Regions from separate parts of the Mus musculus genome. Here all the other regions are linked to region 2. Evidence: chromatin contacts called from public Hi-C and HiChIP or PLAC-seq data. All regions are on one chromosome and are shown on one strand. Each heading gives the region's core, a stretch centred on a gene start, on an enhancer-like site or on the middle of the called end of the contact. The rest is flanking DNA. Distances are from core to core; before and after follow the strand shown. Region 1 holds the start of Itga11 (integrin alpha 11). Region 2 has its middle 9.1 kb from the start of Gm25064. Region 3 overlaps Iqch (IQ motif containing H).

What was found. A called contact is a pair of places that touch in the nucleus more often than the background predicts. HiChIP or PLAC-seq counts read pairs in DNA pulled down with a chosen protein or histone mark.
Region 1: a contact with region 2 is called in a Hi-C map of the C2C12 cell line, with 2.8 times the contacts expected there. The contact joins the promoter of Itga11 here to the enhancer-like site in region 2. A contact is called at or near these places in 1 of 39 promoter capture datasets (embryonic stem cells), 1 of 484 Hi-C or Micro-C datasets (the C2C12 cell line) and 2 of 115 datasets of contacts at active chromatin or transcription factors (bone marrow-derived macrophages and embryonic stem cells).
Region 3: an H3K4me3 HiChIP or PLAC-seq map of embryonic basal ganglia shows a contact between it and region 2, with 4 times the contacts expected there. The contact joins two enhancer-like sites. A contact is called at or near these places in 3 of 484 Hi-C or Micro-C datasets (the N1E-115 cell line, adipose-derived mesenchymal stem cells and embryonic fibroblasts), 18 of 115 datasets of contacts at active chromatin or transcription factors (DN3 thymocytes, the NIH/3T3 cell line, the SCID.adh cell line and 11 more) and 1 of 9 other capture datasets (embryonic stem cells).

Annotation. Positions count from the first base shown.
Region 1 is chr9:62,675,874-62,679,567 of GRCm38.p6, reverse strand. Itga11 (integrin alpha 11) reads right to left here and starts at 1,713. Exons shown (of 30, transcript NM_176922.5): 1 at 1,572-1,713. The coding sequence starts at 1,623.
Region 2 is chr9:63,122,229-63,126,074 of GRCm38.p6, reverse strand. No RefSeq gene overlaps it. Among named protein-coding and RNA genes, the nearest start is that of Gm25064, 9.1 kb to the left of the region's middle. Within about 2 kb of position 1,839, at least 216 of the 459 cell types and tissues checked have an H3K27ac peak or open chromatin away from gene starts, as enhancers often do. A contact at or near this core is called in the C2C12 cell line, the SCID.adh cell line, T-cell acute lymphoblastic leukemia and 2 more, where this site is marked.
Region 3 is chr9:63,488,744-63,492,322 of GRCm38.p6, reverse strand. The region is part of intron 15 of Iqch (IQ motif containing H); the gene reads left to right. All of the region lies in intron 3 of Gm16759 (a long non-coding RNA gene), which reads right to left. Among named protein-coding and RNA genes, the nearest start is that of Gm25995, 48 kb to the right of the region's middle. Within about 2 kb of position 2,017, at least 15 of the 459 cell types and tissues checked have an H3K27ac peak or open chromatin away from gene starts, as enhancers often do. A contact at or near this core is called in the SCID.adh cell line, T-cell acute lymphoblastic leukemia and embryonic basal ganglia, where this site is marked.

The DNA.
Region 1 (3,694 bases), core at 464-2,963, 450 kb after region 2:
CTCAGCTTCCACAACTCAGGATTCTGCCTCCATTGTCCCCCATGAGAAAAGCTTTTAGAGAGCTCACAAGGTCTGTGCAGAACTACTTTCCAAACTCTTGCACTTAGCTTTGGGATGCTTGGACTGTCCTTCTCTGGGGACACCTGTCTAGAGTCACTCAGGAGTTTTTATCTCCTTCCTGTGGATGGATTTCCAGTGACTGCAGGCAGTTCCTTCCCTGAGTGTACCTCCCATGGGTTTCTCTCCCTGGAGCTTTCTAAAAGCCTCTGGTCTGGCAGTAACCCTTTCCCCGCCCCTCCCCCAACTCGAACTTCGTGCAATAAAGTTTGCTTTCCAACTGAGTCTCTGGGATCAGAACGAAACCCAGCCAGTTTCAAGAGGCCTTTCATTTGCAGGGGATCCCAGAAGCAGCAAAGGACAGAAGGATATATGTGTGTCCCCAAATGGGGACAACTGACCAAAGCTTGGAGAGAGCCACCGGACTGGGTAGGGGTGAATCTTCACTTGTACTACCCAAGGGCACCTGTCCAGCTGTCACTGCCTCTGTCCTCTCCTATTGGTCTCAGCTAGTGCCAGAGACACTCAGAAAGAGCGGCAAGGTTGGCAGCCAGTACCAACCAGTTTGTTCCTTAGGCTCTATCTAGCTCTGGCTCTGGCTGAAGCATTCTGCCACGCTGTGAAGGGGCCAGGAAAACTTTCCCTAGCCGCGCGCAGCACAATGCGGTTGGCTGAAGCTGGGCTGGGCACCCGCAGTGTGGAGGCCTGAACTAGGGTACCCCAGGCTGAGAACCCAAAGACTTGTCTCTCTTTCCTTCAGTGACGGGTACCGAGGTTCCCGCTACGCCCCCACACCTGGAATACATTAAGCAGCAGCGCGTTACAGTGACGGCGGCTTCCCCCGAATTATTGAATAATTGCATAATTCCAAGCGCGAGCTGGGGACGCTGCTCTGTTCCTACACTAGTGTTAAGTATCTGTTCCACCGGTCCCGGGCTGAGGGATTGTGCCCTCTGTTTCTGGTGGGGCTGAAGAGAGTTTACTAACGCCTAGCAGCCAAACTGGAGGGATTCTGTTCTCTTAGGACTCCGGGATCTCTTAGGACTCCAGGCTCTCCAGGGCCGCCAGGATCTGGCTCTCCACACTTCAGGGGGCTCTGCCTTGGGTAGCGGCGGGGGCAGTCGGGTCACGCTCATTCGGCGCGATCTGCCTCCTTCCCCAGCTGGGGCCTTGGACCCTCGTCAATGGAAGGATGCCTGGATGGCAGAGTGGACACTTAGGAATTATCCCCAGAGCTGCATCGGGAACATCAGAAATGCTCAGTGGTTCTAGCAACCCGAGTCCCGACTTCTTTCCCCAAACACATCAGAGTCCTAGAAAGAGTTTCCTAGGCACACCTCCCTCCTTTGCTTTCTTGGTGGGACTGTTGTAACAGCAGCCCTTCCCGGCAGACCTGTGTCCCCAAGTGCTACTGAAGGAGGTGCGTCGCATCTCTCTTCTCTCAACTTGAGCTAAGGTCCTGGAGGACTAGGGAGGGGCTCCCGGAAGGAAAGACAGGCTAGGGGAACACGTACCTGGCCAAAGGCTGAGGGTCCAGGCCACCAGGAGGCCCCTGGGAAAGTCCATGGCCCGCTGCGCGGCGGCGGGTGTCGCGATGGTCGCGCGGCTGAGAGCCAGAGCCACAGCCTCGGTTCGCGAGCGTCCTGAGCCTGCACTGATCCAAGCTCCAGCTCCCTGACAGCAGCGCAGAGGAAGTGGGAGGGCTCCAGCGGCGGGGAGGGGCGCGGACACAGCGGCGGCCCTGGCTCCAGGCCAGTCTAGGCCCCTCTGCCACCTGAGCCGGTGGCAGGCTGCTGCCCCGACGCCCTCGCCAGTATCGCCCTCCCCCACTCCCAGCCCATCTAACCTCAGGGTCATAGCAGAGAATGGCTTCTGGGAGCCAGCCACCTTGCCAGCTTGGTACCTGACTCTCCTCCATCCCCAACCAAATCGGGGTCTCCTCTGGAAAAGCGAGTTATGGAGTCCATTTTCTAGGGGGAAAGAGCTGAATAAATACCATAGGTGAACCTAAGATGACCCAGGGCCACTCTGTGACAGGTCTTCTTCGGACACGTTGGATGGATTTCCCCTCCCTTCACAACGTTCCTTTGTCTCCCTGTTCCCTGGGCTTTAAAATGTCAAGGCCACAGTGCTTCTTGGAACCCTGGAATCAATGCAAAACACCTCCAGTTTCCACCGCCCCAGCCTCCACACCTGAACAGGGACTGCACCTGACGGTTCCGAGGCTTCTCTTTGGAACCCAGGCTCTATTCCCCAGCCATTGTACTCACAGACAGTTAACTTCAACGTGCATTTATTGCTGGAGCTTTTTATGGGGTTTGGGCCGCTATCTGTGAGTGTGGTGGATGGCCTTCCCAGCAAGGGAGGAGCAGAGGAAGGCAGCAAGGTAGCTAGCGTGAGGGAAACCGAGAGTATGGAACCCACTACTTTTTTCAGAACCTTCCCAAGGCTACCATGCAAATGTGCAGACACAGCAGGCTAGTCTCTTTCTGCTCTTATCTTCACTGTATCGTGCACACCCATACACCTACCACACCCTAAACAACAACTAACATATTTGTTTGGCCTCTCTGTCTCTCTGTCTCTGTCTCTCTCATCTCCTTGGTTTGTAAGGACACTCAACTCCTTGTCTTCAGGAGCAGAAGAGTTTTTCAGTGTATGCACAAATAGATGGATGAATAGGAAGGGTGTGTAGGAGCCCAGAGGGAAGGGCATCTGAGAATGGTTGGCTTTTAGGGAGGATCCTTGAAGGATAAGCTGAGTGTTGAGACGCTCTACCACTTGCAAAGGCTGGGGAAGCTGGTTTTATTCTGGGGGAGTGGAGAGAGAGATAGAATGAGAGGAAGGGAGGGAGGGAGAGATGGAGAGAGGGAGGGAGAGGGAGAGAGAGACAGAGATGGAGAGAGAAAGGAAGGTGGAGGAAGAGAAGGAGGAAGAGGAGGAGAGAGGGGAGGGAAGAAGAGTGTAGATAAAAAAGCAAAGAGAGAGCAGAGGAGAAGGAGGGAAGGGAAAGAGGAGGTGCAGGTCTTGGGCTGGAATGCAGTGCACAGGTGTTCTCACCTTCAGGGCTAAGTTTCAGAAAAGGAGGGCATGACAAAGGGGCAGGCTTTCTTGCTCTTCTAAAAGAGCCTGAATATCAAAAGAACCAACTTCTTTTTGCCAGGACAGGTGAGGGCTAGGACAGGTGTGGGCTAGGACAGGTGTGGGCTAGAACAGGTGTGAACTAGGACAGGTATGAGCTAGGACAGGTGTGGGCCAGGACAGGTGTGGGCTAGGACAGGTGTGAGCTAGGACAGGTGTGGGCCAGGAAAGGTGTGGGCTAGGACAGGTGTGGGCTAGGACAGGTGTGGGCTAGGACAGGTGTGGGCTAGGACAGGTGTGAGCTAGGACAGGTGTGAGCTAGGACAGGTGTGGGCCAGGACAGGTGTGAGCTAGGACAGGTGTGAGCTAGGACAGGTGTGGGCCAGGACAGGTGTGGGCTAGGACAGGTGTGAGCTAGGACAGATGTGGGCCAGGACAGGTGTGGGCTAGGACAGGTGTGGGCTAGGACAGGTGTGGGCTAGGACAGGTGTGGGCCAGGACAGGTGTGGGCCGGAGGAAGCAGGATCTGCCTTGGGATGAGGCTGACACTGCTTGG
Region 2 (3,846 bases), core at 590-3,089:
GCTCCTGACACTTTTTAAAAAATAGATTAAATTTTTTGTTTGTTTTTGTGTTTTTCAGGACAAGATTTCTCTGTGTAGCTTTGGCTGTCCTGGAACTCACTCTGTAGATCAGGTTGGCCTTGAACTCAGAGATCTGCCTGCCTCTGGGAATAAAGGCGCGCACTACCACCGCCTGGCTTATTTGTAATTTTTAATTATGGGGTGGGGTATGCATGTATAAGTGAGATGCCCTAGGAGGCCATAAGAGAGCATTAGATCCCCCTGAAACTGGAGTTACAGGCAGTTGTGAGCTGTGTTGTATGGATGCTGAGAACAGAACTCAGGTCTTCTGCAAAAGCAGTTTGTTCTCTTAACCGCTAAGCCATCTGTCCAGCCGACCCCCCACATTTATATTTTTTTGTGTGTGTGTGACAGTTTCATGTGTCATGGGCTGACCTCTACCTCACTGTGTAGCTGAAGATGACCTGATCCTCCTTCCATCTCTGAGTCCAGGTGTGCAGCACTACTTGGGGTTTTATGCATTGCGAGATATCAAACCCAGGGCTTTGATAATGGACAGAGCTACACACCCAAACTCCCTTCTGGGACTTCCAGAGACAACAGTTCTACTTGGAGTCCTTGTTAGGAGATCATGAAAGCTCACCTCTCCTCACTGGCAGGATCATAGGCCAGAAGTTGGGTAGAGCAGGGTGGCCTGGGCTTGAAAGCACATCTCTTAAGAGGGTCTTCAGAGATGAAGGGGAAAGCTGTGTCACTGGTCACAGGGCCGTGCCATAACCAGGCATGTTGTGGGAAAACAGTAGGGAAGATTATTAAAGATGTAACAGCTGAATGACTGAGGGAGGGCATCCGAGGGGACGTCCCTCTCTGAACAATCTTTTATGTCTCCACCTTCAGCAATCTAGCTATGCCTCGTGCAGCCCCAGCCCTAGACTCAGCATGTCAGTCTGGCTCCTGCCTTGACTTCCGTTGTCTGGACCTAGGAATCCCCCTTCTGCCTAATAGTAGGGGCCACCCAGTATCCCTTTCTTCTTCTCCTTTAACATTTTTTAAAAAGTAGGTGTGTGTGTGTGTGTGTGTGTGTGTGTGTGTGTGTGTGTGTGTGAGTGTGCACCCGCGGACGGGCGGGCACATAGTACCCATCTCTTGGGGCTGGAGTGGTGAGCTGGATTCTGGGAATTGAACTCCAGTTCATCTGGAAGAGCAGTAAGTGCTCTTAACCCCTGAGCCATCTTCCCAGCGCCTCCTCCTTCCTCTCACAAATGACAATATCGTGTTGCTGTTTACAGTGCTGGCAAATGCAGCCTGAGCTGACAACATTCTCACTGCTAAATTTGGGTTCCGGGAGAAAGCTAGGAATCGACCACACGATATGCATGTTCCGAGAAAAGGCCATCTCCTCACTTCCTTCCTTCCTTCCTATGGTGCTCTCTGGTGACCTCTTTACCCGCCTATCTATCTAATACTCCCGCCCTCTTCCCTTTTGTTTTAAACATTCCTCATTAACAACTGTTCTTATTGCAATAGCCTGAGTCAAATCTCAAGCCTGGGACGCTTATTCCTTATAGTTTCTAGAGGTCCTTATAGATGTCAGTTGAATGGGGAATTTGCCTGGAGTCCCAGGTTCCAGTCCTGACTTACTTGTGTCTGGCTTCCCTTTCTAGCAAGTTCCAGTTCTGGTCTGAGAGAGTGACGAGGGGAGGTGGGGCCCAGGGAACAGCTGTACCTTTCTCACGCTGCCACTAGAGGGCGACAGCTCCGCGCAGGAGGCCACTCACTGTTGTGGCTGGCATTGGTCTCCTGCAAGCGAGCTCGCCCTGGGTGCGACGCCTTCCAGGAGCCTCCAGCTGCTCTGCACACCGCCAGCCCTGCTCTCCAGAGACCCATGAGTGGGTGGGAACAGCCTTCGGAGGCCAGCCTCCTGTCTCTGCTGCTAGCGCCGGTCGTGACAACTCCCCTTCTCTGGCCTCGCCTATCTAGGTGGAACAGACTTCGAAGGGTCCCGATTCAAGGGGAAATGGGGGTAGGGGGAGCGCAGGAGCTTCGGAACCACTAGCGTCGTATAAGTGGACCAGCCGGCAGAAAGATGGGGACCAGGGAACATGAAGGAAAGATGCTAGCCTTTGCCGGCCTGAACGGTGTGTCAGAACTGAAACTGGGGTTTTCGCGGCCCAACTCCCAGCTCTTGGGCTGGAACCGTCTGGATTGGAGGTTTCCTACTATGGAGTGGGGAGGACAACAAAACAAACAACCAGCCACTGCAAGAGAAAGGGACCCCTCTGGACAAGCAGCCCCACACCAAGTGTGCTTTCTTAAAGAACTACAGCTGGGGAGTTTATTTACTTGTGAGGAGGGTGGCATTTGCTTGAAAGTGCCTCTGTCCCCAGACACATTTTAAAAACTTAAAGCAGAGAGCTCGACTTCAGAGCCAGCTCTGGCAATTGGATTAACCTTTCGGGGAAAGGTTTCATTTTCTGTGTGTGGTTCAAATTCTTCAACACTAACATCTGTAATACCAGAAAGCAATCATTCACTTCAGCTGGCAAAAACGATACAAAAAAATGCAAAACAAATAACAAAACAGGAAAGGAACAAATGAAAATCTAAAAACCACACTCACAAATAAAACCTCAAATAACAGAAACTTAAAGCCAAACAAAAGCCAAGTACGGTGGCACATGCCTATAATCCCAACACTCTGGAGGCAGAGGCAGGTGGATCTCTGAGATTGAGGCCAGCCAGGGCTATACAGAGAAACAACAAACAAACAAACAAACAAACAGACAAAAAGACAGAAAACTAACAAAAATCTCCCCAAACCCAAATGAAACAAACAAACAAAAAAAAAAAAACCCACCTTCTTCAAGAATTGGGAACCAGGACCTGGAGAGGTGGCTCTGTAGTTAAGAGAACTGGCTGCTCTTGCAGAAGACCTGAATTAGATTCCCAGCATCCACCGGGCAACTCGCAACTCGAAATTTAAGCTCCAGGGGTTCCTATATCCTTTTCTGGCCTCACCAAGCAACTGCATGCACGTGATTCAAGGGCACAACACTCATCCACTCACATTTAAAAAAAAATGTTTTTAAGAAAGAATTGGAAGCTGGGCAGTGGTAGCACACACCTTTAATCCCAGCACTTGGCAGGTGGATCTCTGTGAGTTTGAAGCCAGCCTGGTCTACAGAATGAGTTCCAGGACAGCCAAGACTACACAGAGAATCTGTCTCAACCTTACCCCCACCCCACCCCCCCCCAAAAAAAAGACAAAGAAAAGAAAGAATAAAAACTACAGAAAATGTTCCTGGATGCCTCCTCAGAGACGTTGGTGCTGTTCTTTCTCTACAAAATGAGGATAATGGTATGAACAGGACAGGAATGTCCTGAGGACTCAGTGAACGTATGTATGCAATAGCAGACATTCCAGAAGTGTTAGCTAATTTTATATGGCAAGAACCCAGCCCCAAACTGTACAGATTGGCCACTTATGCAACTTTCCAGTCAACCGTTCTTCCAAAATGGTATTTTTACTGATTGCACGATATTTCATTCCATTTTAGTACAATTTATTTAAGTTACCCCTGCTGTGGAGCCTTTAAATTGTTTCCAGTTTTTGCTGTTAAAATAACAGCGAGATTAACATCTTTAAACATCTACCCTTGTCAGCATTTCTGATTATTTCCTTAGGCAGATTTTTTTTTAGAGGTAGGATTACTGGGACAAAGGGCACAAATATTTTTCAGGCTTTTGAGTCAGGTTACAGAATTGCTTCCCAGAGAGATCTTGTCAATTCCCCCTCCCACCTGCAGTGTGAGAGAGTGCCCTCCACACAGCACACAAAGAAGGGAT
Region 3 (3,579 bases), core at 768-3,267, 370 kb before region 2:
GGAGAGGTGTCAGTATGCATACCTCAGCTGTAGAAGGGAGGAGCCTGTCAGGAATCCTTAGAAAGCCCAGATGCCTCACCACATGCATCCCTGTCAATGTAAATAGTTGACAACAGAGAATTCTATGTATTACCTTTTGCCCAGTTACAGAGAGATACACTTATTTGAATCAGCCTATAAATTATCACATATTGAATAGCCTACCTTCACAATCAGATATAGCACTAAAACCAAGAGAAGCAATTCAACTTATTCTTCATTTACACACACAAGCCACCAGAAATGTTCTTTGTTTTTGTCTTACTTGTTTCTAGACATAATTCAGGTTTATGTGGTAAGCCTTTTAAAGCAGAGGGTAGCTGGCCTCACGAGCCCCACAGATCTGCCTCTCTCAGATCTTCCTGGGAAACAGCCACAACCAAATCACCATGACTCTTTAAGTTGCCGTTTGTTTATCTGGAAATAGATAACAGTACAGGTGTACATGGAGCTGTGATGAGGGTTAAGTGTATCCTGTGACTTGGCCAGCAATAGTCTTAGCATGTGGACGTTTAAGATATTGTTGCTTTGTTGCTTTTTATTATGAATATTAATTAAAGTTCTATTATGAGAAAATATAAGCAATAGTGAGCAAATAAATACAAAGTAGCAGTTCTTTGGCAATTCACAAGGTTATTTAGGAGGCTTTGTAGCCTTCAAGACTACTGTAGTGTACATCAATTACTATTATACAAGATGCTATCAAAACCTCAGCATAATGATCTAATTCTCTCTCTGTTATGATTTTCCTAATTAATACCTTTAAAAGAATAACACTAGATAGCATCCTGGCCTCTTACCATTTGAGGATAGAAAACAATGTGTTTCTTAGAGCTTTCTTCATGTTGAATAAAGAGGCTTGATATAGTAGAGATTATTCTGACCAAAACATTGGGTCTGGATGCTTCTGGTTCCAGTTGGCATATTTTCTAATTAGTATAGCAGCATGTCACCAAGATCACTGGAAAGTCTTAATCATGTACATATTTTTCCTTAGCTCTGAGAATGACTTAGAACGTTTTCTTCCAGTTGAGTGGTTATTTTCATGGTGCTGCCAGGGATGTGTTTGAGGTGCTTCTCTGTGCCTGAGGATGATGACAGGAGAAGGAAAATTGCCTCCCCAGTTAAATGAAAGCCTGGGCACCCCTTCCGAGGACCTATAATAATCAGCTATACAAGCTGTTGGCTTGTGTGTCCTATTGATTTAATATGCTTCTAATCAGTACATAAAGCTATGGGCCTGCAGTGTTAATTTTTCATATGCTTACAAAGTACCCTTTGATTTTCTGTCACACGTTAATTACAGCATTTTGCCATTAAATAGGAAGCTTTGTGTAAACTAATTACTAGGTAATCATTGTCTACTGCAAGCGTGCTGTTTGTACCTTTTATTTTATTCTAAAAATGCACAGATCTCACAGTCTGGAAACACTCTACCTTCCAGCCATTAGCTCTCACTAATTCATAGCATTATTGTGGAGAGTGGAGGAGTTGTAATTGTTGTGGTATCAGAGCTGTTAATTACCGGAGTAAACAGTTGAAATGGTGCCAAGGTCTATTGTACAAGGCAGAGAAAAGGAGGTTTAAATGTTACTCCCACCATCTGGGGACGGGAGGAGAGGCAAATGCTAGAGAACAGAGGCGAGGCGCCGCCGCTTCAGCTCCAGGGTTGGCGGCCATATGGATCCAGAAAAATTTGAATCAATTGAATTTAACTGCCAGTTTTTCACAATAACTGCGTGGAAGGAAGGAATAAAGCAGAAGATAAGAGAAAGGAGGATTGGTTAGTGTTTTCACACCCGGGAAGGTCCCGCTGGAGTTCTTCTGGAAATGTCTGTGCTGCTGAAAACCACAGAGCAGGCTTAGGCTTTTGGAATGGATTCAAAGAAAGCTTTCACTCTCTGACAGTCACAGTGCCATGTGCTACTGGTCATCTGTCCTCGGTGCCCCTTGGTGGACCAGGGATGCCCTTGAGAAGTCTAGGACTCTCTGTAACTGAGCCAGGCTCTAGACAAACCCTCACTGTCTAGTCCTGTGCATGGTCTGTGGAAAGAAAACAATCAATTTACAACGCTGCTACATCCTCCTGACTCCATGTATCTGATGTGTGGAAATATCAAAAAAGGTCCCTCTCTTCTCTTGATTGAGAAACAGTGCTGCATGCCCATTCTTTGTGTACAGACTAAAATACAAGGCTCCCTTGATAAACTCAGTTTCATTCCTGGAACTCAGTCTTCCCCATTACTTGAATGAGAATCAATCCAAAGGGAATGTGTGCTTCCTTTTGTCTCCATTCTGCATTTAAAGAGTGTGTCCATCATCGTCCTCAGTCCTCCCAACCAGGTGTTTCTCTACATGTCCCAAGTCTCTACATGGATAGGAGAAAACCTATTTCCAGTAGCTTTCTACTAGATTATGGCTACTTCTACTTATGGTTGATTTAAACACAGCCTGATTCCCACTTTAAAACACTGTATAATCTTTAAAACAGTCATATGTACTTACTGGCTGTCATTCTTACAATTCAGTATAATTTCCTTGAAAACTGTTTTCCAATGGTAAGAATATTTGTCTCTCCCCAGCCATTTGCTGCAGTAACTACTTTTCAGTATCATTCTCCAAACACGAACATCTTCTTCTCTTCTTAAGCCACCCTGGATTCCTGTATTTATTTCTAATCGTTCCTTTAGCAGATGTTGAAGTAATTTGGGGTGTAATGTAAGCAACTCTTTTAAAGAGAGAAATCACAGATAGACCAGGAAGCGAGGGCAGCGTTTGTCAGGCTTGTGTGATGGCAGTTTTGCCCTGGGGGAGGGGGAGTTTTTCCCTCCTTTTGTGTATGTGTAAAGTTCAATTAAGAATTTCTAGAAGCACTTAATCTTTATCTATTGAAACCCCCCAGCATGCAGTGCGACAGGATGAGCCTAGAAAAAAAAGAAAGAAAGAAAGACAACAGTTGTGCTCCCTGTGGCGAGGGGAAAGAGAAGCAGCAGTCAGTGCTGGAGAGTGGAGAGGGAATGAACTTCTCCGGTGGCTGTGGTTGCAGTGAGGCAGTTGTGCTGAGCTTCGGAATGGAAGTACAACATATGTGCCTCAGTTGGACAAAATGCTTCTCAAGTTGAATCAATTGCTAGGCCTGCATGTTGGTGCAAGGTAGAGGCCTCGCTAATGAGGGATCGACTCCTCAGGAAGCAGTGAGTGGGTAATGCGACCTAAGTATGGAATTATATACCGCGTTTTCAACATTCCGTTTAATGAGAGCCGCCACTGCAGCGAATCACTTGCCACACACCCGAAATGGGCCATTAGCTATCAAGGGAAAATTGTCTTTGCCGCTTTTAGCAGATGGAGCAAATATTTTACAAAGCAATTTTACATACCAAAAACATTTGTGTGCTTTGGTAAAGCTGGTTGTTTTACATTATGTTACCTTCTACTGCAGCATAATTTTCCATCTCATCGAAGACAAACTTGGCATTTTTGATTTTTAAATTCTCCATTAACAATTAAACACAGAGTAGTAAAGCTGTCCTTAAACTT